2 separate regions of the Triticum aestivum genome follow, and region 2 is linked to region 1. A link is a contact called in public Hi-C data. All regions are on one chromosome and are shown on one strand. The core of a region is the stretch at or near the end of the contact, and the rest is flanking DNA. Distances in the headings are between cores, read along the strand shown. Region 1 holds the start of LOC123150743 (aspartic proteinase nepenthesin-1). Region 2 holds the start of LOC123150270 (late embryogenesis abundant protein 6).

Region 1 (5,540 bases), core at 1,401-3,900:
ACGCTCACCTTGTTGCAAACCTCCCGAGCGCGACATGGGTCATGTTGCAAATGATGAGTGCAACATGAGTCATGTTGTAAATGGTGATCGCCGCTAAATGGCGTGAGCCACGTGTCAGCCAGTTGACGCATAGCGCCCGCCAAAAAAAATCAGTTGCATGAGTTGCAGCATTGCGTGTCTAGGTTATAGTAGCACCGACCGGGCCTCGCAGCACCACGCGCCAGGCTTTACAGCCAACCGGTCTTATAACGACGTGTGTATGCGGTAGCGCCAACCATCCTTTGTAGCGTCCGCGCTACCAACTTTCCGATGCAACAAATATATATTTGGTCGGAGAAAAAGTAAAATATATTAGGTTGATGTAACATGGCGAGCCAAACACTTATATCACATGAAAAAACACTTTGCAGCATGGATCATAGTTGCATCAAACACTTAGAATCATCCCAAGAGAATGTAGTCAACTTTTTTTTTAACTTGAATGTAATCAACTCTTTAAAAGAAAACGAAAAAAAAACGATGGCAGTGGACGGCAGATGAGAGAGAGCAGCAGAGCATCTTCCTGGACCTGGGCGTCTCGTTGCGGCCGCATGCAGCCATGCATGTATGCACTTGCGCTAGGATTAGTACTAGTATCAGTTTTTTCAAGGGCATACTAGTATCAGCTAGTAGCTGTGTAGCCACAAGGGCTAGCTAAAGGAGCCTACTACAAATCATCCGGATGATTTTAGTCAAAATTAAGCCGCCTCCACAGCCCTCCGATCAAACGCTCTACAGCCGTACAAATCAGCCAGCTCCCATGTATAGCACCACGCAGCAGCATGCCAGCACTCATGACAGCAGCTCGCAGCCCCGACGGGTGCCCGGCGGCGCTTCATGGCAACCTTACCGGAGCTCCAACAACCCCCATGGTGCTTCACTGCAGCTCCGACGATGTTCGGCTGCGCTTCATTGCAACCTCGCTGGAGCTCCAACGACCCCCACAGCGCTTCACTGCAACCTCGCCGGAACTCGCGGCGCTTCAATGCAGCTTCAGTGGCGCTCAACGAGGCTTCATTGTAACCTCGCCAGAGCTCCAACGACCCCTGCAGCGCTTCACTGTAACCTCGCCGGAGCTCGCGGCGCTTCACTACAGCTTCTGCGGTGCTCGACGTCGCTTCATTGTAACCTCGCCGGAGCTCCAACGAACCTCGCGGCGCTTCATTGTAACCTCGCCGGAGCTCGCGGTGCTTCACTGCAGCTTCGGCGACGCTTCATTGCAACCTCGCCGGAGCTCCAAAGACCCCTGCGGTGCTTCACTGCAACCTCGTCGATGTTTCGCTGCAGCGCCAACACCGTCACGGCGATGCTCCGTGGCAGCACACCGACGGCCGTCGCCAAGCTTCACTGCAACGTCAGCATCGCGCGGCTGCCCCATCAAAGCTCCACCGCAGCACCCCGATGGCTGCTGGTGAAGCTTCACTGTAGCGGGCACGACGCCGACGGGGTTCTGCGATGCAGCACGCGGCAACGGCGGCAGAAGTTGTTACGCAGCACGGCGGCGCGCTGAGATGCAGCGTCGCAGCAGCGGCCGACGGTGCCGATGGCGCTCGGCAACACTGAGCACAACAACAAGCGCCACAGATGCTAGGAGACGACATGGGTGCGGCGGGTCGACGGCTACTGGGATGCTGCAGGTTCACCGCGGGAGTGCTGCACGCCGCGTGCGGAAGCTCCGGCAAGGGCCATGGCGAAAGGTCAAAGAGGAGAAAGAAAGAGGAAAAATCGGGATCGCGTGAGTGGTGGAAGTGGAAGAACAAGTGGGTCTCGTTGCTGTGCGTGAAGATAAGGTAGTCGCTGGGTGCGTGGTCCAGAAGGACGCGCAGCGCCGCACGATCAGCTCTGATCGGATGGCTCGCGAGGCAGTTTGCATCAGCCAGAAATCAGTCGGGCAATTTTAAACGCTTTCCCTAGCTAAAATATAGCACCAGCGCGTGCCCGACGGAAACAGCAGCAGTCCCCATGTGGACACGTGGCTGCCCGCGAAGGCGGCGGATCGGTGGGGGGAATCATCTGGTTTAAAACAAGGCTTTTCCTAAAAATAATATCCACTAGCTGACAAAAAAGACACACATGTGAGTCCGGCCGTCCATTTTTGTTAGTTGGTGGCCGGTCGCTTTTTAGATGATGGCCATGCTCGCCGATCTTACACACGTGGACAGCGGCCACGTGTATAAGCCAATTAAACATCAATATATATAAGATCCTCTGTTTGGTACTCTGCGAGAATTGGCAAGTGTTATATGTTGAGCTCGAGCTCCATTGGTACGAAACAACCCGGTAAATTGAGCCCAAAGCAGCATGTACCCCATCCAGAGGCACCATCGCCGGGGCATTATGCTAGTGTTTTTTTTTAGCATTATGCCCAAGGTTACATGCGTACACCTTTTGCTCACGCTGTTGGCTGGACTCTTGTGAGATGTGAGGCATGCATCCAAGCATATCTAGAGCAGGTCGTAGCGGTGGCCGCTGGTTCAGTGTGGTGCTGGAAGCATACGCGACACCGACGGCAAGATGTGGAGCGATTCACGCTAGGTGTCATGCATACGAGCGATGCTCGTGTGTGAGCTAGCGTGCTTCTTTGTTGTGTCATGGCAACCGAACACGATAAATTCTTTGTTGTGTGTGAGCTCAACGGCAATGCAGTATAGCGTCTGCAACTCCACCATGAAAGACTGGCCAGTGTCGCCGCCTTTTCCCTGCGTTCTTCTCTTCCTGACGTTCTTGTTCGCTTCGTCTGTCGCGGAGCCGGTGGCCATGCGCGCCGATCTTACACACGTGGACAGCGGCCGCGGCTTCACCAAGCACGAGCTCCTCAGCCGGATGGCCGCCCGGTCCAAGGTCCGCATGGCGACCCTACGCTCGTCGGGCAGCGCCCCGGCGGTGACCGTGCCAGTAGCCCGGGGCGGCTTGGACGTGGGTTTTTCCGAGTACCTCGTCCACTTGGGCGTCGGCACGCCGCGCCCGCAGCGCGTGGCGCTGACGCTAGACACCGGCAGCGACCTCGTCTGGACGCAGTGCGCTTGCGCGGCCTGCTTCGACCAGCCGTTCCCGGTCCTCCGCGCCTCCGCCTCCAGCACCTTTCGCCGCGTCCCGTGCTCCGACCCTCTCTGCGGTCACGCCGTGTACCTCCCGGTCTCCGGGTGCGCCGCCAGAGACAGGTCCTGCTTATACGCCTACGGCTACGGCGACAATTCGGTCACCACTGGCAAGGTCGTCGAGGACACTTTCACATTCAATGCTCTCGGGGGCAAGAAGCACGCCGCCGTGGCCGTGCCCAACCTCCGGTTTGGCTGCGGCATGCTCAACGTCGGCCTCTTCAAGTCGAACGAGTCCGGCATCGCCGGCTTCGGGCGCGGCCCGTTGTCGCTGCCGTCGCAGCTCAAGGTCGGCAGGTTCTCCTACTGCTTCACGGCCATCATAGAGTCGAGGACCAGCCCGGTGTTCCTGGGCGGCAGGCCGGACAACCTTGAAGCTCATGCCACGGGGCCCATTCAGTCCACCCCGTTCGCCCCAGGCCCTGCGGGTGCGCCTGTGGGTAGCTCGCCATTCTACTACCTTTCCCTCAGAGGAGTCACCGTCGGCAAGACGCGGCTGCCGTTCAACGCGTCGGCGTTCGCGCTCAAGGGCGATGGCTCCGGCGGGACGATCATCGACTCCGGCACGGCCATCACGACCTTCCCACAGGCCGTGTTCCAGAGCCTCCGTGAAGCGTTCGTGGCGCAAGTACAGCTACCTGTCGCCAACGGCTACACCGACGCCGACGGCAGGCTGTGCTTCTCCCTCCCGGCGATGAAGAAGGCGCCCGCCGTGCCGAAGCTGATCCTCCACCTGGAGGGTGCAGACTGGGACCTTCCACGGGACAACTACGTGCTGGATAACGACGACGACGGCACCGGCGCGGGCAGGGAGCTGTGCGTGGTGATATCTTCGGCGGGCAAGAGCGACCAGACAACCATCGGCAACTTCCAGCAGCAGAACACACACATCGTCTACGACCTGGAGAGCGACAAGATGGTCTTTGCGCCTGCGCGCTGCGACAAGCTCTGAGTTATACTATAAGTGTGTGACCAGACCATATCGAGCGTGCGCCTGCATGTAATTGTATGCGACCGCAATACATGTATCGTGTTCTGCTGGCGATTCTTCTGGTACTAGCACTAAGTAAAGAACGTGTTCGCTAATCTCAGGTGGGGTCCATGTGGCGAGTGATAGCGGCGAGCTTCGACCATGGCAAGGCCGAGCCGACTTCGCAAGAGACGGGGACGGCGCTGTGAGCCCTAGCTCGTGCGACCTGCATGCATCCACTAACAAACCACTACATGCACATCCATATCCCTATCTCGTGCAGCCCGCTAACAAACCAACGTATGCGGCCGATTTTGTAGCTGCTGGACGTAGCGTCCAAGCGAGCCTCCGCTGCGCACGCATCCCTCGGACTCACGCGCCATCCCCGGCACACACGCACGCATGCATGCGACCCTAGCTCACACGCCATGACATACTCGTGGTTTATCTCCTAACATGGTTTGAGGGGTGTGGGTTCGCCGGATAATCTGTTGGCCGGTGGGGATGTCTGGGTGGCGGGAGCATGACGGCGGGCGGAGTTGAGGGGAGGGCGGGCAGTAAGGCGTGTGTGGGAGTGCTGCTGGCCGAGACTGGTGGTTTCAAACGGCCCGCCCGGCATGGTAAGGAGATTGGAGTTGGATCAAGGTTGGATAGTGACTAGAGGAAGGACACCGTTGGGACCAAGAGGAAAGGACATGAGCCATTGGATGCTGATTAGATGGATGAGAAAAAAGAGAGCGACCCCCAAAAAAATATTGAGGCACCTATTGAATATGCACTCCCAATATAGTATTCCTGGGTTGCACCAGCGAGACCTGGATGCAATTTTCTCTGAGGTCTCCAACTTCAACGATAGGAACGACGAGGGCGACAATGTTATCTTCATTTCCTATGGTAAGCAGGAGTAGGTGGTGCAGCCTCGTCTGGCTCTACTGATGTTGTATTGCAAGAGCCCGGAACCATGGGGAGGAAGGTGCAGCTGCTCGTGTAACTGGCAGCCTTGGACAGTTCTTGAGCTGGGTGATAATGGAGACCCACCCAACACCCATTGGAGGCAGTCTAAGTGTATCCTACCACGCTCTGTGTTGATGGCTAGTGATCGTTGGTGGGAGTGGTACCGAGAACCATAGTTTGCTGCAACACCAGCGCCTGGTAAAAGGTACCCCTTGCAATAGAGAGCAGATACCTATGTGTTGCCGTTGTAGCTTGGGTAGGAGATGAGTACTGAATGTTTCAATGTAAGTTTGTCCTTGAGTTCTTAGAACATGGTAAAACGATGTTTGGCTTCGGCATTTAGCTTTCAAAGTTGTGTTCTTCAATCTTGCTCCTTACTGGGAGTAGAAAAGCCGATCTCTGTTGTCAAAAGGAGCTAGAACGCAATTACCTGTTTGGACCAGAGAAGAAAATGTTTCTGTGGATGTTTAACTTCCATT
Region 2 (5,244 bases), core at 2,530-5,029, 270 kb before region 1:
TGAAGTGACAGCACAAAGAGACGGCCTCACATGAGATTCCCTTGAGTACACCAAGCTGATGGATGCGCCCATTCATATCACAAGAGATTCCCATTTGCCACCTGTTGTTCAGCTTGCTCCATCTCCTTTCAGCTTGCTCATTTAGCTTTGTCAGAAGAACGCATAGCCCCATCTTCTAGCTAGGTCACTGTTCAGCCACTAGATGAGTCAAAGCTCGTCGTATTATTTCACCCGAGTAGCCAAAAGTTATCACTTTACCCGTATACACAGGACTGGATTTTTTATCCCGTGCCCATCGTTGCAATTTTTTACCCGGATGGGGAACAGAGAGGGTGGAAGGATTTGGGGCAAAATACTTTTTTTTGATGGGCAAAATACTGGATGGCCGAGGGATTTGATGGCGACACGTCCCGTCGTTGTTTCATATTCTAGCAGGCCATGGTCTCATCTGCCATGTTTTGTTTTCTAGGTGGAACCAGTCCACGAAAAGCAGCGCTAGACTAGGCCCAGCTTGTTTGTTTTTTTGTCCTTATGCATACGCTTAATGAAGCAACAGTTGTGCTAATGCTTCTACTAGCTACAGTGTGACGCACAAATCTCGAGACACCATATCTGAATGAATGGTTGAGATAAGGGGGTGTCTAGGCACCCGGGAGCTGAAAATCCACTCTCTCAATCAGCAGCAAGCCATGGCTGAACTGCTCATCTTTGTCGTGGGTTTCCTCCAGTTTGCACAGCTTCATGAATTTTGTGGGGTCCAAGAACCAGCCTGGTTCAAGTTGTGATATAATCCCTCCCAATTCACAGAGCTTGCTCTGCAAGATATACCGTATACCTATGCAAACTTACTAGCCAGTAACATGATCGGTAGTGGATTCTTGACTTCTTGAGTTATACTAATTTTATTGCTGCATTTCCAGTGTCCGACACATTTCAGTGTCCTTACATTTCAGAAGCATAATTAATTTGGTGTTGGTGATGAAGAATGGAGACATCCAGTCTCATCAACGAAAATCAAGTAAGTTTTTCTTTTCAAATACACTGCTTAAGAGTGCAGGTTCCCAATTGCTACGCCCATGTTGACATTGCCATGCTTCAGTACAAAATTCACAAAAGCTTGATCGCCTGATTGTACAGAACTCACGATTTTGGACAGTGTGATGCACAGATTTTTCTTGTTACCTTGATGCGAAAGTAGTTAATGATCTGTGTGCTGATTGTCCTGAAACTAGAACAGTTTCCTCGCCTCAGCTCTGGTGAGTTACATTGTATTTTGCCTTAGGAAATGCTTTACCCATATTCTCATTTTATCCATAGGTGTCGGCGTGTCGCCAAACATTAACATAAGCCGTCCGAAATATCGCCGGGTACTCTAAGCAGAGTGTAACACTTGGTGTATTGTTCGTTGATGTTAAATTGGGCTTCGCCGGGTACTCTAAGCCGAGTGTAACACTTGCTGTATTGTTTGTCGAGGTTAAATTGGGCTTCACCGGGTACTCTAAGCTGAGTGTAACCCTTGGTGTATTGTTTGTCGAGGTTAAATTGGGCTTCGCCGTGTATTTTTATACTCAGCTAAATTTAGTTTTCATGTAGTCGTAGCTTCTCCTCTGCTTTGCTTATTCTCTCCCATCTGTGATGTGCTTCCCGCTGCCTCAGCTTCCATCACCACCGCCTGTCAGCCCTGCAATTGCTGAAGGCCCGTAGGCAGGAAAACCTCGGCATTTGATATTTTTGTCCTTATCATGTTAACCTAAATACCATATTTTCTAGCTATGATTAAGGAACCACATAGTTTTATCGACTTCATTGTCCAACCATCCAACTTATATACTTTACATGTTGTGGTTTATGTATCATGTACCTGGAGTGTCATTTTTTTGTATGTTTAATTGTCCCATGCTTCTGTTCAAGTTCTTTAACTAATGTTATTTTCTCATTTAAATACAAATTGCCCATGCTTCTGTTCATTTTATTTTAACTAATGTTATTTTCTCATTTAAATGGACGGGCGCAGCAACGCGCGCCTTTCAGTTCTAGTTGTCCTTGTCGTAGGCATCGTCGTCGGCATCGGTGGTGCCCGTGTCTGAGGGGAAGACGAGACGATCCTGGCCATGCAGCGGGTGCCGCGGGTCTGCTCCCTCGCGAGCCGGGGTGGGTTCCTTCGCGTCCGCCACCTTCTGCCTCGCCAACCACTTCGACTCCTTGAACCCGATGCGGCGTGCCGCCTCATTTTCCCGGCACCGATGACGGGCGTCCGTCTCTGGTAAGGCATGCAAGTGGCGGATGGCGTCGTCGTCGCTGGCCCATAGAAGCGGCTCCGGCTCGGATCTGCAGGATCCATAACCGGAGCGGCTCGAGGCGGCCTATGCCGCCCTTCGCCTTGCACGGCGATTGGTGCGCGCCTTGGACCATGGCAACTGCTGTCGTGGGAATGAGCACCCAGCGCCACCGTCAAGGAGAAGGGGCTGGCGGTACCTGGCGCCTGTGGTCACCCTGCCGTCTAATCAAGCGCGGACCACGTCATGCAGCTGCGGCCCAGCGTAGAGCTACGACTGCCTCTCTGGGCCACTGACAACGCCGTCGAGGAGCTCCCGCCCCTATCCATCCACGAGTGGCAGAGGGCAATGCCAAGCGTGAGCTCCTCATCGTACAACACAGATGAGCTTGAGTCCTCCCTGGCGAGCGTTGCCCAGTCGATCACGTCGGACTCGTTGCCGAATCCATCGCCGACCATTGTGGAGGGGAGAGGAGAGAGCGAGAAGATGGGTAGTACAGCGTAGAGGTCAAGAGAGTGAGGGTTTGCCGTACGGGTGGAGTATATGTGGGGACAAAGGTGAGGACGTCATGGATGGGCCTATCCGACATGGAGGCGGCGATTGGGTGCGTCAAATCCGCTGCATATCCATTCCAGATATGGGCTGCGTATGAGGTTGTCGGTTAGGCTAAACGTTTGGACTGAATTTGTCTAGTCCGGTTGGGTGTCGTTTTCTATCTGGGCAATAACCGGGAATGCCGCTGGACGTTTGGGGCGGATATGGGGCCTCCGACCGTAGATGCTTTTATAGATCAAGAACAAAAGTCTCTTATTTCTGATTTTCAGAATTTTGTCCCTCTGAATTGAGGGGGTTAGGACACGCACATAAACAGAGGAAAGGAAACACACATGCATCCGAGCAAGCAGCTAGCTCTTGTCTTATAATCTCCGAGATAATTAAGCCCGACGTACGTACGTGCGAAATCTGACACAACACAAACACGAACGTCACGCGCACGTAGCACGCACGGCAGTGAAAAGAACAGGGAAAATCACATCTCATGGATGCATGACTGGCAAGTCAGATCACACACGACATACGCACGTGCAGGCAAGCGCCGCGTGTATATCAATGGCCACCGACGGCACCGCCTGTCAGCCCGCGCATCAAATCAGTGGCTATGGCCGTGCTTGTGGCCGCCGTGCTTGTGGATGTGGTGCGACATGGCGTCCTCGCGGTGCGCGGCCTTGTCCTGGTGCAGCTGCGCCTCGGCGGCGGCCACCTTGGCGGCGCCGCGCTCGTGCGCCAGCTCCCGCTCGTCGTGCGACCTCGCCGTGGCCGCCTCCGCCTTCTCCGCCACCTTGGCCTTCGTGATGGTCGACTTCGCCTTGGCCGCGCTCGCGCCGTCCTTCATCTTCTCCTTGGCGTGCTCCATCTTGGTGAAGTATCTTGATTTGGTTGGCTGCTGCTTCTTCTTCGTCGTCTTCTTGTTGCTTCGTGCTTCCCTTCTTATCCCCGGGTGCTGAGCTCGAGTGGGGATTATGTAGGCGGAGCGGTGCTGAGTTGGACGAATCGTTGCGTGACGCGTGGGTGGATGGAGGTCGGCCGATGGGGACGTGATGTCGGCCGGACGGATGTATGCTGGTGGCCATGTGCGGTTGGGCCATATCGCCATCGCTGCATGTATAGAGATCGACATGGGCACATGGCCACACGGTGCATCTCATGTCGACCACCTGCAAAAGGGAAAAAGTAGGATTTCCCACACTCGGTGTATTATTTTTGTCACGTTCTTTTAGAAACATCTTGGTTTTAATATGCGTGTTTTTCCTTCTATACGGACACATGAATGCACTTCACATATACTCGCACATCGTTCTCGGAGGACTCGAGTCACTGAGTTTCCGAATAAATTCACTACATCAAGTGCCTGTACGAACGTCGATAATCGTGGGAGAACGTACTACTTTTCTCAACGTCCTTGAAAAAAATACTGTACTTCACTAAGACACATATTTTTGACCGAGCATACACGCATGTGCACAATTACAATCTGAAGCCCACCCCTGAAAAAACTTTTTAGAACGAAGGATCGTGAAGAGCCCGGCTTTGAATTAACAAAGCCATCAACCGGCCAGGAGTTACAGCAGACAACCCAACTAACAACGGTCAGAACGATACAACGGGAAACACTGGAAAGCCTACTCACTACAACCTCCACAAGCCACAAATGAATTACAGCTAGTAAAGACCGAGCACTCCACACTAGGATCATATGTAGCAGAAACGGAGCAGCGCATCAGGACATAGCCGACCTTCGAGGATGGACCGTGCTCCAGGAACACCTAGAGAAGAAAGGGACCAACATCTTCCCTCTCAATCACCGAAGAGGGACCCTTTCCCCTCGCCATGGCTCGTAGGCGCCGCACCGTCGGGATTTCGAGAAGCTCACCCTAGAGCTGGAAGAATGTCGCCCTCGCATCGCAAGGTGGACATGGGATGACCACATCGATTTGGGATATACCTCGCCGGCAGCTCCGCCACAGTCCATGCCCAACTAGTTGGAGACAAGCTTCAGGAATCGGATGACGCAGAGGAGGTAGCGCAATCCCTCACCTGCATAACCTCCCGACCGCGCCCCGCACCCTTGATGACGCCTCCAGCAAGGTCACGACGCGCAAGGCGCCGCCGCCGCCAAATCCGCCGAGGATAAAGGTTTTCACCCGGGCAGGGGAGGTCGGGGTGGAGAGCCGGGGACCTCGGCTGTGCCCCCATGGAGGAAAGTAGCGCCCTTGGGCGTTGCCGCCGCCGGGCCGGCCGGACCGGCCAAGGTTTCCCCCGGTTCCCTAGCTGACCACCAACCCGCACCAACGCCGGAGCCAGAAAACGCTAGCCCACACCGGAGGCGAGAGAGTGGCAGCAGGGAATAGGGATTTCGCACCTCCAGATCTGACGAAGCAGTTCACGCCGCGGCCGGATTCCACCAGCC

What was found. A called contact is a pair of places that touch in the nucleus more often than the background predicts.
Region 2: a contact with region 1 is called in a Hi-C map of leaf, with 2.1 times the contacts expected there. The contact joins the promoter of LOC123150270 here to the promoter of LOC123150743 in region 1. A contact is called at or near these places in 1 of 5 Hi-C or Micro-C datasets (leaf) and 1 of 1 datasets of contacts at active chromatin or transcription factors (leaf).

What each region holds. Positions count from the first base shown.
Region 1 is chr7A:20,494,538-20,500,077 of IWGSC CS RefSeq v2.1, reverse strand. LOC123150743 (aspartic proteinase nepenthesin-1) reads left to right here and starts at 2,650. Exons shown (of 1, transcript XM_044570575.1): 1 at 2,650-4,250. The coding sequence starts at 2,680. The coding sequence ends at 4,089.
Region 2 is chr7A:20,761,534-20,766,777 of IWGSC CS RefSeq v2.1, reverse strand. It overlaps LOC123150270 (late embryogenesis abundant protein 6), which reads right to left and starts at 3,779. Exons shown (of 1, transcript XM_044570106.1): 1 at 3,169-3,779. The coding sequence starts at 3,690. The coding sequence ends at 3,427.